Regions from separate parts of the Anser cygnoides genome. Here region 1 is linked to region 2. The links are chromatin contacts, called in public Hi-C maps. All regions are on one chromosome and are shown on one strand. The core of a region is the stretch at or near the end of the contact, and the rest is flanking DNA. Distances in the headings are between cores, read along the strand shown.

Region 1 (7,265 bases), core at 3,148-5,647, 830 kb after region 2:
AAGGAAAAGCTGGAGATGCTGAAGAGGTGTCTCTGATGTACAGAAATGCTGGGGTACAAGCTCTGCCTGCCTTTGGGCTTCTGTTCAGCACAGGGGGCTCCAGAGAAGCACATATAGTCACAGGTGGAAACAAACACTTTACCCTACTCCCCCAGGAGATTCAGGGCTGGTACAGTTTTGGGCCTCTCCCTAGATACCCAAATAGCTGCAACAAGCCCAGACTGATCTGGTGACCAAGTCAGCCGTCCTGTCAAAGGAAAATGTCAGCAGCCATTTGCCTCCCACAAACAAAACATGACAGGATGCTGACTAACAGTGGTAACAACTGGCTATAGGCACCAGCTTCTCTTTAAGGCCAAGAGGCAGCAAAGGGCCAAGCAATTTCTGCCAGGTTTTCTTATTTTCAGATTGATACACAGAGGACAGAGAGAGTGAAGCAAAACCACCAGCAGATCAGGCCATGGGACCGGCCTTGTTCAGCTGCCTGCTCGGGAGGAGATGTATGGGTTCGCCTCCATCATTCTCCATTTTCAGGGAGTGAATTGGAAGCCCAGAAAACGAGTAACACCTCTCTTGGTGTCAAGGTCACAGACTGGTTTGGCCACCCCACGCTGTAATGCTGTCAGCACGCTGTAGTGCTGTGACTGGGCAGTAGTACGTACGGTCAGCGCACAGAATTTCGCTTGGGCTGCAGGTGCTGTTTGTTTTAGTGACAGGTATTTAACTCCTGCTGACCACCATGTGGAACGATGCAGAACTGACACAAAGATGCTCAAGGAGCTAGCTCAGCAGTCTTCCCTTTAAGAGAAGGCACTGAAATCTGGCAGAAAGAACTGATTCTTTAACTGTTCCTATGCTTCTGTCTCAATTTGCTGTAGGAAGAAATGTGTGAATGGGCTAAGATTAAGCAGTTAGTTTGAGAGATTTCTAACCTTTGTAATACGTAGGTGCTGCTACCGTGGAGTGGGCTCAAACTTGTCTACCTTGTTAGCTACAGTGGTAGGCTTTCATCAGGGAAAGCACAAGAAGGCACGAAGATTTGCTGCGGTGCTCGAAAGCTCTGACAAAATCAGCCTTCATCCCAAACCCACAGACACAGCACTATTCAAGACAAGGCACATATCGGTAGTACCGTGCACTGCTGTCGTGGAAAAAAACCAAAAAGGTCAATCAGAGAGAGACAACAGAAAAATACCACTAAGGCAAAGAGAGAGCAGGAAGCCAAGCACAAGCCTGAGCAAGAACTGGGCGCATGACCCTGCGTGCATGGAGGAGAGAAAGGGATTTAAAGTAGTGAACCAAGAAATTGCCTCCTGTCATTGCAGTCCTGCCCCACTCAGGAAGACAGGAGGACCACGTGCAGCTTTTGTGCCTGAGTGGTATTTGATCAGAGAGACATTTGGCCAGTGCTTGGGTACTTCTGATGTTACAGAAAGGTTTGTTGGATGTCTGCATTGATCTTAAGTAGGTGGGTGAACGTGGAAGTAAACCGAAAAGCCCCAGAAGAAGGCTGCTTTTATAGCACGATAAAGGTTCTGTCAATTTTAAATAATGTTCTCTAGATTATGCAGTGCTCTTGCTACCCTAAACAGTTCATGGAGAATGTACTGTATGGCATGTGCCTCTTTCAGACTGTTTGTCCTAGACGGATAACAAATCTGGTACATGCTAAATCTTTCGGTCAGGAACTAGTGCATTTACAAATGGTCTGTGATAAGCTTAAGAATGCCAATTTGAAACTGAATCCAAAGAAATGTGAACTGTTTTAAAAAGAGATAATTTTGCCTTGGTCATTCGATCAGCGAGGAAGGAATTTCCACTGATAAAGCCAAGTGAAGGAGTGCAGAACTGGCTGGCCCCTCAGACCCGCACAGCTTTGGAGGCTCTGCTGCTGCTGTTGTACCGGAGCAAAGGCTATTGCACGCAAAGAGGTAAAGAAACGCTTTGAGTAACCAAAGTGCAGTGTGGTGGACTTAAAGAGGGGCCATTTGTGACTGTTGTAGTGTTGCCTTACACCAGCCCTACAAATCTTTTTCATACCAGCCACAGCTGTGTGTCCTATAGAGCCTGAGCCTGTGTGCCCCGGGAGGCTGTAAATTTGATAGGTACACGAAAATGCTTTATCTTGATGATTCAGGTAAAGAAAGGACTGAAAACATCACATTATTGCACAGAAGAACACAAAAAATGAATAGCACCAATGCAAATGCAAAGGGGTTTACAACTCCCCAGCTGAGTCAGGTTCTAAAACAGCAGTTAAGATCACTACACAGTATGCATACATAAAACCCACCATACACCTACAGTATGTCTCTCTGTTGAAAGAGGACAGGATTAGGAAGTAGCCCTCCCGTCATCCTGCAATGACCAGTGCCATCTCCTAGCTACCATCATGTTGGGTAATGGCATCTTCCAGCAGTCTGGGGGGCTCACGGTGAAAAGTAGCTTGTAGAGGGCACGGAAGAGCCCAGCCAAGTGGGATCAGAAGCACGGGGCCTCATCCCATTGCTATCAGCAGCAATACTATGCTGTCAGGTTAAGACTTCATCTTGTGTTATACATATCCAATTATGAAAGTTAGTCAAACAAGGCTGTGTTTGCTTTCCCTAGTGTTTAGGCAGTTGACCTGGAGGTATTCCAACTTCACACCCACATTTACAGCACCTAAATGTATGCCTGTATGTGGAAAACTGGTACAGGAGCATACAGCCAGATGAGACTAAGGTGTTCTCCAGCTCACAGGTACCGCAGTGACTCATACGGCTGCCCAGGTGTCTGAGCATTTCCAAGGTACATTCTGGAAAAAAAAATAAATCTATTTATCAAAGCACCTGAATTGTATTAGGTTCAGATAAATCTGAGAGGTTCTGGCTTCACAGAGTATATTCTAAAGAGCTGCGAGTGAAGAACAAATCCTGAGAAACACGACCATGGCACAGTATCTGAGAGACCTTGCTCTTAAGTAGCACTCACTAGCTGTTTCAGTAATCTCTCACATACGGAAATCCTTTCAATATCAACCCTCTGTTCTTCACACACTGATGTCCAGGGATTTGTCTGTTTGCTGGTGGTTTAATGACGCTGAAGCAATGTGTACAGGTGGTCTCAAGAAGCAGGCAGACAGGGAAAGGAAGAGATCCAGGCATGAGAGAGCACTGGAGTCTAACTCTACGAAAGGGAGGCTGGGGATACAAGATTCTTATTTTTAATAAGAATTAAACCTTAATTTTAAGTAGATGGTGGAGTTGTATGTGCGATATCCACTGTACAACCTTTGCTTTAGCTTAAATTATCAATGCTAACTTTTCTTTGGAGATGGATGAAATGGCCAGGTGACCTCTAAATATCCTTTCCAGCACTTCTGAATTTTTTTAAACAACTTGCAGTGAACTAGAGTCTAGTCACAGATACATTTTCTTCCAGGGAGTGCAAAGCCAGTTGCATATCATGAGGTCCTGCCACAGCAGCTTTCCCATTCTGCATTGTCTGCTGTCAAATTCATTCAAACAGCTTGGTGAAGAAGCCAGTCCAGCCAGGAGCCGCATGCCACAGAGCTACAGATCTCACACCTGTAGCAGGTCTGCAACTTCAGGGTATTTTCATGTCTTTTGCAAAGAGGGAGCCTGAAACAAAACAACTGCAGGACACTCTCCAGAGGATAGTCACTGTAGCTATAGCCAGAGAAAAAGTTGCAGGACATTATGGCAAGAAGTTGTTAATGCCGCAGATCAAGTTCTTATGAGCCAAAATAGTTGCTGTGGCAGTCTAGGAGGCAGATTTTGCAGGTGTCTGGTGGGCAGCCAAAAACAGATTTGATTCATTTATTTTAGCAAATGCTCTCTTTCAGCAAACTGAAATTATGGCCCACCCAGGTTCGTTAAGCAAGTTCAGATGGAGAAAACACTGCGGACCTGAAGCTACAAAATCACTGATGAAAAGTCACCAGCTCCCTTTTTCTCAGGCTGGAGCACTTACAAAGAAAGCAAGCAGATCAAGGCTCGGTTCCATCTCCTCCACAGAAATGCAAGAGAATTCTTCCACGTGACAATATACCAGGCCTGGTCGTTCAAATTCCCACGTGGTACTTAAATAATAGTCAGGACTAAAAGCAAATGAGTAGCTTTCTAGTTTGGTCCTTCACATGAGTATCTGAAAACACAGGAATGCCAGACTGCTGTATTTTATTATTACTTTAAGTACAGATGGATGTCCTCAACAGAGACTGCTAATAAGCTCAGACCTGCATTAACAGGCCCTAAGCAAATACAAACGCATAGGATCAGAGTTGTAGAGTACAGCGGTTTGAGCAACAGCCCGAAAGGGAAGGCATGCGGTTTGAAATTCTCTCCAGCAGAAACAATAATTCACCAAGTCTTCCACCTCCCGCACAAGGTCTCCGACCGCTGCACGTAAGGGGCGTTCCTCTGCTCTGGCGCTCTGGTAAAGGCAGCCCTTCTTGTACTTTACCACTTCAAGGACCCCAAACCAAAAGGCTGAGCCCTGTGGAAGGGCACAGTTCTGTGTCAGGCTAGGCAAGATTTCAGCTTTTCATTTCCCCTGCCCAAAACAAAGCTCCATTCAAGCCGCACAGGCTCGCTCCTCTCCTCCCTAGTTCAGGAGAAAAACAAACAAACAAAAATGTGCTCCCCTAGCGAGTGCCCCAAAATAACACAACTGCTGGCTTCACACGCGGGCTGCCGAGCTTCCCAGCCAGACTGCAAGGGAGGAAAGACAAGCTCCAGGCAGGAAAGTGAACCAACACAAACTGGGAGGTGAACCAGAGCAAACTACACCCTCAGGTATCGCCCTAGCCACAAAACAGAAGCACACAATTGCGCAATTTGAGAAAGGCTGATGCAAGCAGGGGCAGGTTTTCATGAACACTGTCAGTCACTGCTTTATTACAAACACGGAACAGCCAGCAGAGCCAACAACATGCAATTTGCATTGGAACAACACAACCTAGGAGAAGGTCAGCCATGGCAAAGATCAGATTGCAGGAGAGGGAAATCAGTTAGGCAGCCAAACAGCATGTCGTAGTTGGCATCGGAGCAGCCTGGCCAGAAAAGTCAGGGCTAGGATGAAGGACGTTGTTCATGTGAGCACGCTATGCTAACAAGCCAATGCGGCTTCCAGAGCAGAGCTGGTGCCTCCTGCTCCAATTGCTCCACACGCTGGACAGACTGCTACCCACGGCCACATCTGTAGAGGCATGATTAAAAGAGAAGAGAGCAAGGAGAGAAACGTTTGGTCATCTGTGCATTTTGAAAGGCTGGAGAACACAACATCAGTCCAAAACAATCTGATCTGATGGATGGGTGATTTCACTCGGGAAAAAAATAAAAACAAAACATTTCTGGAGTACCTTCCGGGCTGTCCAAGTGAACACGGAAACAATGTGCAGGACTTGGGACCAGAGAGGCATTTAAGTTGACAAAGTAGTTTGACAGACATGTCCTGGTGACACACGTCCTATCCTGGGTGTTGTTTGTTTAACCATGCCTATTTTTGACGTTAACAGCTCTGCACAAGTTATTGAAGAGTTCCTGAAATATTTTAAAAATTGTTTTAGATGTAGTTCCTTACATAGGAGATGAATGCAACCTATCAAAGACAAATCAGATGGGGAGATTAGGACAGAAAAGAGTAAGCATCAGAAAACATGTTAGAGAAATAACGGCATTAAGTTTTTGCTATGGGAAAGGTATTGCCCCCCCAAACATATATCAAAGTAAAACATAAACTTGTAGGAAAGTAAAAAGTAAATGTAGTAAAAAGTAAAGTAAAGGTAAAATATTAAAATGTTTACTACTATAATTAGGAGCTATTGCTCAAATACATCTTAACAGGCAACTCGAAAATTATAATCTATTTTCTGTGTGCACCAGAAAAAATGAATATGGTGATCTGGGAAATGTGGTTTGTCTGTGCATTTTCTAATCTCACGGGGTTGTAATAGCTAGAATGAGTTTATGGTTAAAAGGATGGAAATAAATAGGATATTCATGCAGAAGCATCATGGAGATAGAAATGAACTTTTTTCCGCCTCGTAAAAGAAAAACAACAGCAACGACAACAAAAACCATACTCCTTTGTCGAAGACGAGAACATGCAGTGAAAAGATTTTCCTATTTTTATTTCTCCGCAGTGTATTAAGAGCATCCTCTAGTGACGGTTAGCAGTCATTGCATTTAATTATACCGGCTTTAACACAGCGTGCTTAACTGTTTGAAATACATCTTAAGAAAACAAAGTTGTCTTAAGGATCTTAGGAATAACACCAGTCAGGTATGCAGGCACGTCTAAGTAACACCAGGTAAGACTACTTAACCGAGAATAAATGCCAATCATTAAGCTAAAATTTGTAATCATGCAAGTCAAACAAATGAACAACAAAAAATAAAACCCCTATAAGATAAGGTTCTATGTTGCTTTTGAAAATTTTGTTTAGCCATTCAAGTCCTTAGAAACTGTTGGAAATGCAAGTTATGTTTCAAAAAATGCTGGGCACTACTATAAAGGACCAGGAAGCCAAACACTCAGAACCTCAGACAGTTGTAAAGAACTGGCTTGCACGCCTGGGCTCAGCAAGCAAATTGAGCTTGAGAGTGATGGTTTTTACCTCAAGGAGTTGTTTGCAGCCAAAGAAAGTTTTTTAGCAAAATCAGGCACGTGTCATTTGCAGCGATCAGAAACGCACATAAACTCAGACCATTCTGTGCCAGGTATTTGCTAGCTCCTTCCACTTATACCACCTGATTCCTTAAAAAGATATTACATCTCCTCGCAAGCTTGACTTTCTTTACGAACGTACACACGTGTGTGTTTCAGGGAGCTCTGGAAAAAAAAAGCACCTGCCGATGATCTGACTGGATAACCCACTGTACTCAGTGGTGGGGCTGCAGCAGGAGCCGTGCTGCCTTCAGGAACAGCCTCTGGCGTGGCAGAGCCTGGGCTGAGGAGCCGCATCCTCCCCCAGAGGACATCTGTCCAGGACCACGCCACCCGGCTGACAGTAGCCTGCAACAAAGCGCTTTCAGTCTGAGCTCAGTATTTCCAAAACAGGTTTGTGTTTGTCTTTTTTAATCCATTGCTTTTAAGATTGATATGTTCTTTCATTCCTCGCTGAAAAGAAGTTAAGAAATATTTATTTAACAAACCTTACCACCTGCCTTTAAGTCATTATGTCATTTACAGAAGAACAGCTCAACCATCACTGTCCATGGCTGTTCTCCCACAAGTATGAGTCTGCTTTGACCTCTGAA
Region 2 (7,227 bases), core at 3,996-6,495:
TAATAAGTTCAGAACAAATGATATCCTCCCGGAAAGTCGCCTCTTGGTTGGTTTCAGAAGTGGAACTGCACTTTGAATAACTCAGTGGAGGTTGCTGCAACTCATACCTACTCGTCCATGATGTGATGTGGCTGGAAAACATTTTATGAAATTATTTTCATAACTGAGACTTTCTTAGCCTATGCATGTTTATCTGCCTTGTAGCAGAGGCTTGGAAGGGACTGGCGATAGTCAGCTTTGTGCTATGTCTGCCCTGAAGGAGCCATCCTTTGGTCCTAAGGAGCACACAGTGGGTTCGTGTAACACATCTGCTCTAGCACAAGTAGGGAACAAGCTTTAAGGGAGCTCCATGCTCATTGCCCTCCACATAACCTCTGACACTAGTGGCCTTTGGTGATTCCCATTTCAGACTTGTATTTCCTTGTTAATTACAGAGTGTGCTTTTAGTAGCTGCTGTTATTAAAGATACGTGGTCATTGCTTGTTCAGTGTTAATGCTTGGTGGAGCAGTCCCACGCTGTTTTTCACTGTGTTGGTTGTGCAAAAACACATGTGGCGCTGCCAGGCTGGAAGAGCTCACAGTGTGTTGGGAAAGAAGGGAAGGGGAGGCTGGTGAGAGAGCTCTTCTGCCAGAGAGTGCTTCCCCTCCATCCCTCCAGCCTCAAGTTTCAGGTGCACTTGCCTACCTGGTGGAACCGAAGCTTTTTGGTCAGTGCCAGAAAGATCTGTTTCTGATACGTTTTAGGGAGCTGCTGGCATTGTAGTCACTTTGAGAAATATCTGCCCAATTTAATTCTTAACTCTTCTTGCAGTCTGAGGGGAGGGTCTCTCCTTTGCTGATTTCCTGTTGGAGCCTCATTGCCCTGCATTTTCGTAGATACTTTGCCCTCTAGGGACCCATGGAAAGGTTCCCTGGTGGGAATTGCTGCTGGGTGGACTTGGTATTTAAGCCTGTGCGTTGTTTTGGATCCTGAGAACACAGACTTCTTTTAAAGTCAGACAGTCTAAGAAGTATAATTGTCCTACATTTATTTGATGACTTTGATGATATATGGTTTTGACTTTTCTTATTAATAATGCACTACTTCTTTGCTGATGAAAGGAAAGATGTGGGAAGTGCACTATCTTGGCCCAAGGTCTTTCATGTGATTTCAGTTCACCCTAAGTAAAAGTCAGGAGTGACCACTGGGATAGCAGAGACTGGGGGTTATTTTGAATAGCATCTGTATATACCATTGGTCTGTGTGCCTGTTGATACTGTAGGTGCAAAGGGTTAATTTGGTCCTAAAAGGATTACAAATCTGCAGGAAGACAGATGCACTTAGCCTAATTAGTGAAATACGTAGTCAGCCATTTCAGACCCTAGACCACGTTTTTCCCCTAACTCCAATAGAGATATCACCACTTCCAGTATAGGACAAAAGCAGAACTGTAGCTTCATGAGCAAAACATTTTGCTGAGTGGCTAAATCAGTCTTATCTGCTGTAACTAACACAGAAGACCGGAGAATGATAAAACCCCAGGGGAAGGGCAGGAGGAGGCAGAGGTATTTACCTTCTGCTCCTTAAAAAGAAAGTTCTTTTCAGCAAGGAGAGTCAATAACTAGAGGTGATGCTTGAAGAGAAGTGCATCCTGTACTGCTGTGGAAGATACGAAAGACTCTCGGGAGGGGGTTAGGCAGCTGAGATGGAGCCCCTCACTCGTGTTTCGGACCCCTGGAGCAGCAACGATAGGTATGTCTCGCATGGTGCAGCTAGGCAGCTGAGATGGAGCCCTGCACTTGTGTTTCAGACCCGTGGAGCAGCAATGATAGGTATGTCTCACATGGTGCAGAGCTGCCAGCTGCGGGCTGACCCGAATTTGGTTCTGCATGTGGCACAGGGCAGGGCTATGCAGGGGTACTGCTGGGGTTCTGCTCTCGGCTGCATTCGCTTCGTGCTGTGCAGGAGAAGACGTTTTCGTGGTGTTAGCTCAGGTGCTGACGTTCGCCATGGTGTGCTGCTTCAAGGTCTGAATATAAGGCATTTAGTAACACCTCAGCCTTTATTGCACTGTGCAGAGCTGGCCTTCGTATTTCACTCGTGAAATAAAGCAGGTGAGATTGAGAATGTCCTTTTGGAAATCCGGGTGGAAGGAAGGAGGAAGGTGGAGCTCTGGCCAGCGCATGTATGAATCGTGTAGGAAGCTTGGGAAATTGTGACTTTAGGCCTTGAGGGCCCTGATGGGGAAAGGACACCATTGCTGGAGTCTGGAGAATCTTTGCAGGCCAGATGAAATGTCCCTGTACGAAAAGTTCACCCAGACAGAAGATCCAAAATTTAGGTCCAATACCAAAAAAATGGTGACCATTCACAGAATGACCTTTGTCAGTGTTATATAAAATTTCTTCTTCTTTTTTATTTTTTATTTACTTATGAGCTTCCCTTTGTTCTTGTTGTTACCTCCCTACCCTGTTCTGAGCTTGGCAAGAGAATTTAGATCCTTACGCAGATTCCCTCTGATGCCAATAAAAATCAGCAATGTGTGTGAGTGAAATCCTAACCAAATGTGAGTTTTCCCAGCAACATCATTCATCTTGGGATTTACCTGAGAAATTCCTTCTTTCCTTCTTTTATATTATAACAAGATGAGGCATGTTCAATTCCTTGTAGTTAGTGGCATGACAGCAACGAGCCTTTAAAATGAGGACAGGGACTTTGCAGCTGAGCTCAGGAAACATTTAGTGCTCGTAAGGGACTCTGAGGCAGTGCTTGCGAGGGAAGCTGACAAGCAGGCAGATGAGCTGGGAGCTCTGGCAGAGCAGGTGGGGTGAGGAAATGTGGAGTTAGACATAGAGGGATAAATGGGAGGGAGGGAGGAAAGAAAGACAGTCACATCCTGGGATTTGTAGGTGGTGACAAGAAAACTATATTTGCTGTGGCAGTAGATAGTGAGCTGGTGGGACATCTGTCATCCCTACTTTTCAGCTCTATGGAAAATACTGCTAGGGCTTCAAAGTCATCTTCCCTTTTCAAAACGAAATTATCAAATAGCATGTTTTAGGGAGGATCATTGTCTACGTTAATCCCCTGTGTGATCTTTGCCTTTTGCCCTTGGTTTCTTAATTCACTCAGCTGTTTTGTGCACACTTATCGGACATGTAAGAGCCAGGCCAGCATTTCTAGTCCTTATCAAGGGTGATACTTTGAGCTCTATGCGTGGGTAAAAGGCTTGAGATTTGTACAATATATTAGCTACTGTTTTCTAAAGCATGAAAATCAGTGGAGCTTTATAACCCTGTTGTGAATAGGGAAAGATAGCCTTTTAACTGACGGAGACGGTACCTGCAGTGAAATATGCATTATGAAACCACGAGCACGTTCCTTTATCACAGGACACTGTTGGGAAATGCATTAACTGTTAACCACTAGTTAACTGGCAGGTCAGGCAGACAAACCAAGATTCAATGTAAAGGTCTGTTACTTCTTACAGCAATCCTGGCTGCTCAGCTGGAAGGCTAGCATAAATCAGCAAGGTCTTGTCAATGTGCTTCCTCTGCAGCAATTTGGGAAAGACGGCATATTTTGGTCCCTGGAGGAACAAGAATGGTCAGCAGTTATTCTCATGAATCTCTCAAAGCAAACAAATCTTCTCAGCGAATGAGTACAAACCCCCCGTCTGTGCATCCACATTAAAATAACTAAGCAATGTGCTGTGAAATATGACTATGGCATGTAGAGAAAGTAGCAGTTGGTTGTACTTTAAGTGTCCATGGAAAGGATGGAGATTTATGACAATTCTTCAAAGAACGGCTGAATAAAAAAAAAAAAAAAAAAAAAAAAGAAGTCTAATGGTTAAAAGTATACGGTGTTACTTGGGAAAAGTATTAGCAACTCATCAAAATACCTGAAAGAAAATAAGTCTGTTTTGCTTCTTAGCAGATCATGTCTTCTGAGGTTTCTGTTGCATTGAATAATTGAATGTGTTTTGGAGGTGGAGGGAAAGCAAAGTGTGGAGATTTGAAATAAATTAAAAAGCCCAGCACCTTAGTAACAAATGGCAACAAAAGTCCAGCTGGCACCAAGTCCTTTTATTCCATGAACCAGGCCACTGAGCACCGGCAGTCAGTGCTTTGATTCCCGTTTGATCTCGGGGTTGGCACTCAGGTAAAGCTCCTATGGAGACCATCCATATGGGAACAACAAAGCCATTCAGATTCTTCCCATTTGCCATGTGGTTCCTTCTCTGGAAATCTTTTTGGGGTGGGTGGACGATGTATGGGTAAGGGATACATATTTGGGTAAGGAATTGCTTTTTCTTGTTAAATACATGTAATGGGTTCAACAAGTGGCTTGATCCTTTTGTCTTTACTCGGCAAAGTATCTTACAAGTTCACTAAGTATTTTGCCTGAATAAAGACTGGAGAAAGGGCCTGTAATGAGAATTGTACTCTTCAGGTACAAATTCAGTCTCTGGGTCCCTTGTAGGTCAGTCACCTGAAGGCTTAAATGGCAAGTCCCTTTATGGCCCAATGTGCATCCTCGACGATTTCAGAAAGATCCAGCACCATCTCAGCCCAACAGGGACCTGACTTCGAATTGCTCCTGTTCAAATTGAGGTAAGCCATGATCCTTTCCTGTTTCAGCTGGGAAGTTCACAAGGCATGTCATGAAAGCTTATCAGTGTAACTGAATCGGGAGCCATCGCAGGATAAAACCAGCCAATTTCAAGTGGAGGGACAAAAGGTCAGAGAACCGCAAACCCAATACTGTCACCAGCAGCTTGGGTTACAAGGTTACTGTACAGGGAAAAGAGGGGGATGAAGCGTAGCCTAGTAAACACTCAGTCAGCTCGCAAAAATAGAAAGTGACATGGATCCTAATGGCAGAAATATGAAGCTACTGTATAGTATATGTTCACCTGCCATTATCACTTACATATGCTGAGAGGGAGGTCAGCTGGCTCCAAACTCTTCTCTGAGGCTGGGAGATACTTTTAAATTAAGATAATGCATTGAATTTAAATTAAATTGGCAGCAGGACAGACTCTGGAACCTGCAGGAGCATTTTGGGAGAGCTTCACTTTGGATAACAGCATTTTGTGGTCTCTGAGGTTCTATCAGGCAGTTTACATTCAGGTAAAACTGAGTATGGAAATGGTAAAGCTTTCTGCCTGACACAGTCTGATCCCATTTGAGCATCCTTTTTGGTAAACTACTGCACTTTTTATTTGCAGTATGCCAGAAACCAACTCTTTGAGGGACTGTTTTCAGTCCCTCTTCTTTGCTTTTAAGAAGAGCTCTAAGTAGAACGTAGTTCATTCCAAGTGAAATCCCCTTGGTACCAACTGTGATTCACGTGTATCTCCTCTAGTACTGCATCAATGACAGAGTGCTGGATGCTGTTGTCTGGTACAACCAAAGAACAAAGGTTGTGGGTGCGAGATTTATGCCTCTTTAAGAAATTGTGTTGGAAATAAATAATGTAGGCATAAAGAGTAACAGCACTTAAGAAGGTTAGATAGAAAGTCTCGGTTTACTTTTGACAAGAAAAGAGAAGAAGCCAAAGTAAGGAGGTTGGTCAAAAGACACCATCAACTGTTAGTCTGTGTGAGCCAGAGTCCGGTTAGTCTCAGCCACGCTTCTGAGTCAGCGTGGCGTGCTGGATGAGTTGGGGTGCCAGGTCCTGTTCTGCCTCTCGGTGCATGTCAACATTGGAACAAGCCATAAAAAAAACAGGTTGTTTTACAAATACCTGCAAGGCTTTCAAAACTTTTGAAACCTTCTGAAATCTCTGATCAGACACAACTTTTTGAAACCTCTGCTTGCAGAGTGAAAAGGTCACTCTCTGTATTTAAGTTTTCCTCTCTTACGTACACAGGACTTGCAAAACCCAGTCAAAAACGTTGAAACTGACAGTTCAAACAAGTGTGTTTGGTTTGACAGAACCATTTCTGAAACAAAATGTAATTGCCAAACATCCCCAGTGTAATTGCAGCCTAGTAATTCAGAATAAAGCAGACAGAGGGGTGGGGATCGCATTCAAAGACTCCCACAAAAAACAGGAGTTTTGTACCTACCCTGTCTGACCGTGTCTCGACCTTTATGTGCCTCCATCAATCTAAAACCAGTTGCATGTTTTTGGTACTCTTGTGATCAGAAACAGAAATCAGAAACTGTTTTTTCCTTTTATTTATTTATTATTAATATTTTTTCTTCCATGTATAAGGGCCATGATGTACTTGTGCCTGATACTGTGTGGAGCTATTCATTTGATTTTTTTCAGACAAGTCATGGACTTTTACTCCCTGATAAGTACATTCCTAGTACGTGGAAATAGTGCAGTGTCCTGCTGCTATCAATGTGTTTATATGTATGGGGGAAAATTCCTGGATATTATTGCAGGAGACCTGTTAGGATTCTGAATGAAGAGTGAATGAACCTTCCCTGCCTTAAAACCAGGCTATTTTAGATAACACGAACCAAATTGTAGTAACTCTCCTTTAAAGTTCTTTAAAGTTTGATTATCTCCATGTACCGAACTTCCAAACTAATCCCATGCAAACAGTACTGAACTACTACTTCCAGTAGACATGCTGTGCAAGCGATATAATGTAATAAGCCATGATATTTGTGTGAGTATGCCGTGCCGACCTCTAAAAGTGTAATTTTCCCTTACTTGTATTTAGTTACCTGTGACCAAAACACTGATCATGCTCATCAGTTAGTATTACCTGGTTTTAGGAATAAATTCAGGCCAACAACATGCTTACAACCTCTAGCTAAACAATAAGATTATTTATTTTTAAAAGCTGTGCAGTAAAGGGAGTTAGGCTGGAGACACAACTGAGAAAGGAATTACAGTTAACATTGGTTGCAGTAAATACAGCATTGAGCAGCTAGATAGATGTTGGTGTTTGGAAGCTGGAGTTGGAAAGATGAGTTCAATATCAGCAGAGGGAAATTCTCTACCTCAGGACCCACTGTAACAAAGTCTGCATTGAGACATTTATTTAGAAAGAGGAGGGGAAGGGGAAGAGATCAGAATGAAAAATTGTGGCTGGGTAGTCCCGGGGTCTGACAAAAATAGGGAAGATCTAGCATCGAGCTGAGCAGTCAACACAAAACATGCCCTGATAGAAACTGAACTATGATTCATTTATGTATTTACATCTCTGCTCCACAGTAATGCCAAGCTTTTCCACACATCTTATTAATTTTTTCAGTAAACACAGACACAAAAAGGAGACC

Evidence for each region. Hi-C and Micro-C count contacts between places; a contact is called where the count stands out from the background.
Region 1: a contact with region 2 is called in a Hi-C map of liver, with 10 times the contacts expected there. The contact joins two enhancer-like sites. A contact is called at or near these places in 2 of 7 Hi-C or Micro-C datasets (both in liver).

Annotation. Positions count from the first base shown.
Region 1 is chr4:76,893,929-76,901,193 of Taihu_goose_T2T_genome, forward strand. LOC106038676 (a long non-coding RNA gene) reads right to left here. Exons shown (of 3, transcript XR_001208765.3): 1 at 7,161-7,265; 2 at 5,366-5,604; 3 at 4,965-5,202. Among named protein-coding and RNA genes, the nearest start is that of ENPEP, 39 kb to the left of the region's middle. Within about 2 kb of position 4,398, at least 2 of the 3 cell types and tissues checked have open chromatin away from gene starts, as enhancers often do. A contact at or near this core is called in liver, where this site is marked.
Region 2 is chr4:76,064,761-76,071,987 of Taihu_goose_T2T_genome, forward strand. No RefSeq gene overlaps it. Among named protein-coding and RNA genes, the nearest start is that of OSTC, 18 kb to the left of the region's middle. Within about 2 kb of position 5,246, at least 2 of the 3 cell types and tissues checked have open chromatin away from gene starts, as enhancers often do. A contact at or near this core is called in liver, where this site is marked.